Linked DNA regions of Zea mays: region 1 is linked to region 2. Evidence: chromatin contacts called from public Hi-C data. All regions are on one chromosome and are shown on one strand. The core of a region is the stretch at or near the end of the contact, and the rest is flanking DNA. Distances in the headings are between cores, read along the strand shown.

Region 1 (3,260 bases), core at 24-2,523, 290 kb before region 2:
TTGGCCATCTCTAGGGAGGGCAAAGTGGGCCATGGTACCCTCAATTTTGTAAAACGTCATTTAAAGTTAAGTATAGAATAAAGTAAAGCTTTAGGTGCACTAAACCAATCTTGTGCTGGATCTAGAGGTGGTAATATATTACGATCCAAATGTTTATTTACGATTTGTTTGAGATCTTAATTAATTTTAGTTCAAAAACAGATAGATATAGAGCTAGATACTAATCTGGTCCGATCTTTATATTTTATAGTGTAAAATTTAGAGCTCATTAACACGACTACTTGATTTTCTCGTCAGATTGGTCCAATCCTTCCGAATTATGTCATCCTCCATTCCTTCTTGGTCCAGTCCTCACATCTATTTGTTCAACCTTATGCTATTTGATGCCACCCGATTCAGTTCGCTCTGATGCCGCTCGCCACCACCAAGCCCAACCTCTTCCCGACGCCCTCACCTTGCTCGTCATCGCTGCGATGCTGGCCTGTCTAGCAAGCCCGATCTCACTCATCGCAACAATGCGACCCATCATGACGATTGATGAGTTTGGTGAACCAGGGAGTCCTGTCTCTCTACGGGAGAGGTCGTTTGACACTGTCCCCTTCCCGGTGCCCCGAGCCCTTCAAGGAGATATACATTCAACGAAATACATATGGCTTGGATTCAGTCAGTAGGAACTTAACGACACGTTTGCTTCTTTTGTTTATATAGTTTCTTCTCTTAATTTGTATCTATGGATATGAAACCTAAATTCTTCGTAACACTTGTGTTTTACAGTTTTGCTTGATTTTGTCAAGTGATTTTGTTGACCCCTCCGCCACGGGGTATAAACCAGTAATTACAGTATGCAATAAGAGAAGAATTTAAGTATCGCCTAATTTATTTTGCAGCACTTAACTGTGCTGTCTTTTACTCCTATTTCCAGTAGAGCGGAGGAGGAAACGTTCTCCAGTTTGCTCCACTGACAGAAGCTTCAGAAACTGCCGGTCCCGTTCCACAAGTCAGCAATCAGCCGAAGCCAGCTCGGCTCGACTCAGCTATCAGCGGAGCTTAGCCGACATCAAAACCGTACGCCGTCGTAAAACCGCGGCTGGTGTTTTCACAAGCTCACCTCAAAACAACCCAGCTCTCTGCTCTCACCTTTCCGAGGCCCACTAATTATCGACCCCACATGTCATTGACATACCTCAACCCCCTGTCCTTGTGCCTTCCGCAAAGCCTATATAAACGCCCTCTCTCCCGACAAGCCGCGGTTGAAGCAAAAATCCCCTCTCCCCCTTCTCGTCCTCCTCCCGACTCCCACCCAAAAAAAAAAAAAACTTCGAAGGAGGTTTCGATCGCGAAACCGCCCAGGGCCCGCCCCGCAAGTGCATGGCAGTGAGCTTCCTGGCCAATGAGGTGTCGGACCTGTGCATCGGCAAGCCGGCCGTGAGGTCGCTCCCGCTCTCCGCCGCCGCCGGCGACCTTGCCGCCGCGCTCCGGAGGGTGGCCCGCTCTGGCGCACCATCCTGCGTCGCGGTGACTGGACCAGCGCGCGCCGTCGTCGGCCGGGTCGGCCTCGCGGACGTGCTCTGCTTCCTGTGCACCGACCCCGAAGCGCTCGCGCGCCCCGCCGTCGTGTTCTCCAAGCCGGTCTCCGCGCTCCTGCCGAAGGACGGCGCTGGAGAGGTCCGCCGCGTCGATCCCCGCTCGAGGTAAAGCTCAGCCCCTCTCCCTCTTCCTCTCTCCTGGGTCTGTGCAAACGACGCGTGACTGGAAGTCTGGAACTGGAAGTTTCCTAAGGTTCGTCGCGAGGAAACACGATTTTGGTCAAATCCTTATAAAAGCTGCGAAAAATATGTTTATCGAAAAAAAACGATGTGCGGGCTAGGTCCAACGTCCAAGTCCAAGACAGACGAGCGTTCATCCTCATCACAGTTACTTGGAGAGTTTGATGTCTGCTTTCCTGGTTGGAATATGTACAGTACTCATGTGGCGGTGAGCCGGTGAAGAAAAAAACCGCGCATTCAGGTCCAGCTCATCCGACTCACTGGAGACAGTCTTCCCGGAGATTGTCGCATGCAGCCATGCACTGCTGTCTCCTTGCGAGATGCTTGATAGGATTAGCTGGATTAGTTGCTCCCACCCAACTAATAAATTTGGGATTTTTTTTTTGGGGGGGGGGGGGGGGGGGGGGGGGGGGTCTGCTCGTGGCTGGAAAACGGCGCCACTTGATGTAATCTTGGAATGAAAAGAGGATCTTGGCTTGTGGTTGGAAAAATTGTGCGTCTTATTCGAATCTTTCTTGAAAATAGTGGGTATTCTTTTGGGATCCTATCTCCATCTCTCGCGTCTTGCCTATTTTTAATCACAAGGCAGGCATAGATTCGGTTCGTCTTGAGCTGACCAGTGTGCGGGTTTCTCTTCTTTCTGCAGTATCTTGGAGGCGCTTGATGCGGTTCTGAGCGGGGCGCAGGTGCTCGCCGTCCCGCTACGCGCTGGCTGGCGCAAGAAGCAGCTCGGCGGCGGCGGAGGCTCCGCCGCCGCCGGCGACTTCTGCTGGCTCACGCAGGAGGACCTCGTGCGCTACTTCCTCAACTCCATCGGCCTCTTCTACCATGTGGCCGCGCGCTCCGTGTCCTCGCTCGGGCTCGTGCGCACCGACTTCCTGTCGGTGCGCCCCGGCGAGGCGGCCCTGTCGGCCGTGCCCCTCATCCGCCGCGCCGTCGCCACGGAGACGGCGGTCGCCGTGGTCACCGAAGACGGCCACCTGCTCGGCGAGATCTCCCCCGCCCTCCTCGCGGCCTGCGACGAGACGGCGGCCGCGGCCATCGCCACGCTCTCGGCGGCGGACCTCATGGCCTACGTCGACTACTTCGGGTCCCCGCCCGAGCACATCTCGCGCGCCATCAAGGCCGGGCTGAAGGACAAGGGCCTCGACGCCATGCTGGCGCTGGTTGAGGACGAGACGCTATCGTCGTTCTCCTCCGCGTCCTCGTCGTCCGACGAAGAGGCAGGCCGGACGCAGCTGAGGCGCCCGTCGTCGGGGAGCTACGGGCGGCGGTCAGCCGAGGAGCCGGTGGTGTGCAGCCCCGCGAGCTCGCTGGTGGCCGTCATGGTGCAGGCCCTCGCGCACAGGGTGAGCTACGTGTGGGTCCTCGACGAGGACAGCGACTGCCGCCTTGCTGGCATCGTCACGTTCGCGGACGTACTGAGGGTGTTCCGGGAGCAGCTGCTGTGAGATCTGGAAGAGTGTTTGCTGTTTCCTCCTCGATCGCATCTTG
Region 2 (3,649 bases), core at 197-2,696:
TTGCTTGGTTTCTTGATCGTGCTTTCTTCCTCTTCTTCTAAATTCTCATTGACTTGTAAAGGTATCAAGAGACACCTAATTATGTGGTGGTCCTTGCGGGGTCTAAGTGACCCTCGAGATTAAGAAGAAGCACTAAACCGGTCTAAGTGACCGTTTGAGAGAGGAAAAAGGTTGAAAAAGACCCGACCTACGTGGCCTCCTCAATGGAGAGTAGGTTCTTCGGAACTGAAGCTCGGGAAACAAATCACCTGTGTCTTTATGTTAATCTTGCATTGTGATTTGATTCTTCCTCTCCCATCTCTCTGAGTTCTCTTGCTTGTGATCATTTTGAGTTAACTCCCAAAGTTATGCGAATTGATTGATCAATCCATGGCAGTAGAACTATCTTCTGCACTCTAATTTCGTCATTACTCGTTCTAACGCTAACCTTGGGTGAAGTTTATGTTCAAAGTTTGTAATTTTCAAGTTTCGTCTATTCACCCCCTCTCTAGACAACTTTCACCCACTCAGTCCTCAGCGTCCAGATATTCAAAGCTAAATGCTCTTGAACCCGATCTCGTGTTCCGATGTATAGGTGCAAACAATATTAAAGACAGTCATACTCATATAACAAGTCGACCTCTTAAATCCAAAATTGGGCTTGATAAGCATTTGAATTATGCCCTTGATATGTTCACCGCTTTTAAAATTATTTTTCATGTAAAACCACTTCTTTACCCACAAATTAGTCCATTTGCTACGGTATGACAGGGTTAGGAACTTGCCTTCCTTTCAATAATCAAAGATGTTGTGTAGACGCTCTTTCTCACGTTTTTGTTTGGTAATGAAGCTAATAGATTTAGCAAAAGCATTATGTACTCTTTCCGTTTCGTTTTAGTTGTCGCTGGATAGTACAAAATGGAACTATCCAGCGATAACTAAAAAGAAAGGAGGGAGTATCTGGTTTTATGACTTGGTTTGTACACGCCTGATAAAAACGCTAAATCTCGTTATTATATTGGGAACATGTCCTAATAGATAAATTCCCGCGGAGTTCAGGTCTCGTTGCCATGACCGGCACACAGCGCATGCCGCACGCTGCCCCCGCTCCGCTGTGGCTTTCATGGCCGTGGCCTTGGTTGACTAATCCAAGATCCCGAAAACAGCAGCAGGGAAAACACAGCGGCGCCCCGGCCCCGCAATCAAACAAGCAGCCCGCCACATCTTTGTCCGGGGTCCGGACTCCGGGTCCGGGAGCTGATCAGCGGCAGGGAACCGACGCGGACGATGAGACAGCAAAGCGTGGGCCCCGCTCGGATCTCGACGGATGACGTCACCCGCACCCGTGGCCTCTAGGCTGGTGCCACCTGTCCACCGGATAAGGTCCGCCCGGGCTCCCATCCCCTCTCGCCTCCCGTCCCCTCCGTCGAACCAAAGCTCGCGAGCCGCAAAGCCGCGGCGACAACCACTTGTTTAAGCCGCGACCTGCGTCCCAGCATCAGTCAGTGCATCAGCATTCATCGCCCCCTGCCTCCCCTTCCATTCGCCCTCCTCCCACTCCACCAGCTCCTGCCTGCCTATAAACCCAGGGCCGCCCTTTGACTCTCCTTCCCTGTCCAGTGGCGGGGCCGCTTCCCTTGCGTTCGCGGAGAGTCTGTCTGTCTGTCTAGCTAGCTAGCTAGCTGCCGAGAGCGTGAGGAGGAAGGGGGATCCATGGCGGCGGAGAACGAGGAGAAGGAGACGGCCTGCGCGGGGTACAAGCACGGGCCGCCATGGGTGTTCAAAGGCAGGCAAGGCCCGCAGCTCTCCTTTCCTTTTTTTTCTTTTCTTCTTTCCCCCCACCTGTTCGATCGAGCCAGTGCGTGATGGATGATGGGTGATGGTCTCTCGCCGCCGCGCTCTCCTTCCTCCTCCTGCTGCACTGCAGCGCATTGTACCAGCTGCATTTGGTGAAGGCGTCGACGGCGCGGGCCTTCGTGCCGCGGGACCTCCGCCTGGTTGAGGCCTTCGGCTACACGCTCGGCGGCATGTTCCTGGCGCGCTACCACGACAGCCCTGCCGGCGAATTCGACGAGGTATACTGCCTGCGCGCACCGCGCCTGCCGCCGCCATTGGCTGCTGCTGCGGGTTCTATCTAATGTTCCTGCAAGATTCGGTTCGACGACCCGGCCGACCCACCGACCGACACCCTTTTTTTTTGGCGCCTGCAGCTCGTGGTGATCGCCGGCATTGTGTGGAACCCGCCGACCTCCTGCGCGTGAGTTCGCCTTCGCTCCGCTTCATGCCTGCATTGCATTCGCATCTTCTGTGGCCTAGTTTAATCCCTTGTAGGCTTCTTCGCCGCTTTCTCCTGCCTGATTGGCCTCGATCAGGGACCCCCCAACAGAAAAGAACAGGGGCAACTTGCAGTATGCGAAGGGGAAAGAAAAAAAACGAAAACCCTCGTGCTTGCGCCAGCCGGCCATAAACAAGCGCCTTATCCCCCATATGATTGTACTTGGCAGCACGGACTGTGCCTTGCTTCTTTCAATTATTCGTAGGCTGGGGAGGGGTGTCCGGGTGCGCTGCACTTGCTCCGCGTGGCCAACTTGCTGCCCTGCGCAGCTCAGCTACAGCCTACAGCCGCCCGTGGTTTCCTACTTTCCTCCGTCTTCGAAATGCAGCAGTTGGATGGAACTCTGAATAGTGGTGACTTGCTTGACTGAGCTTTTTTTCAGTTCTTGCTGCTTCTGATCTACTACTGTATGAGCTTGTTTTCAGGTGGGCTGCCAGGGTGCTGGTGAACAGCGTCGAAGCCTGCCGGCACGGCCGCAAGGTTACTTTGACCACCGGAACTCCTCTGTGTCACGTTTCTTGTCCTGCTGTTTCCCTTTCCCTGAACTGAACTGGAGCCGTCGTCCCGATCTCTGCAGGAGGTAGGACTGCCAAGCCATGTCGCCACATTCTCGTCAAAGGTACCGAGATACCAAAGCCGTTGCTACTTGCTACATTCCGAACGCTTGTGGCAGCTGATTAGGACTGCAAAATGTCGCTGTCGTGAGACTTGTAACCTGTCTGTGTCACATGATGAGACAGAACGAGGCTGCTTCGCTTGGGGATAGACCGTTGGCTAGACCAAACAGCTTCCTCAACATGCTGGGGATCGGGTCGACAGCCTTCGAGCAAGGGAATGGCCGCGAGATTGAGGTTTCAGAGTCCAAGGGCGGCTCGTCTACTCGGCATCTGTGCAACATCAGCCTGCCATTTACCGGTAACAGTCTTCTTATCCATTTAGGTACTGTTTGTTTACCCTCTATATCATATATAATCGAGCTTAAATAAGTTAAGCGTGCAAACAAACAACATAGATTATTGAAGTAGATTATATAATCTAGTTACCTAGATTTATAGGTGGTAATAGATCACGATCCAAATATTATTTTTTTTCCACATTATATTTGATCCCTTACTTAATTTTAGTCTAAAAATAAATAGAAATAGATCCCGATCTGATCCTTAAATTTTGTAGTATAAAATTTAAAGCTCATTACCACCTCTACCTAGATTGTGATAAATCCATAAGCAGATCAGTAGATGGTTATTTTAAATTAATTGTTTGCGTTTTACCTGCTAATAATTTGCGTAAATAAACATCTCTAATAGGATTATGAATTATATAATCTATATAAAA

The links. Hi-C and Micro-C count contacts between places; a contact is called where the count stands out from the background.
Region 1: a contact with region 2 is called in a Hi-C map of endosperm, with 1.7 times the contacts expected there. The contact joins the promoter of LOC100280253 here to the promoter of LOC100217307 in region 2. A contact is called at or near these places in 5 of 25 Hi-C or Micro-C datasets (bundle sheath, ear, endosperm and 2 more).

What each region holds. Positions count from the first base shown.
Region 1 is chr1:232,438,439-232,441,698 of Zm-B73-REFERENCE-NAM-5.0, reverse strand. It overlaps LOC100280253, which reads left to right and starts at 1,273. Exons shown (of 2, transcript NM_001153181.1): 1 at 1,273-1,691; 2 at 2,413-3,260. The coding sequence starts at 1,369. The coding sequence ends at 3,217.
Region 2 is chr1:232,150,928-232,154,576 of Zm-B73-REFERENCE-NAM-5.0, reverse strand. It overlaps LOC100217307, which reads left to right and starts at 1,446. Exons shown (of 9, transcript NM_001143654.1): 1 at 1,446-1,769; 2 at 1,907-2,054; 3 at 2,190-2,236; 4 at 2,740-2,794; 5 at 2,892-2,933; 6 at 3,055-3,229. The coding sequence starts at 1,693.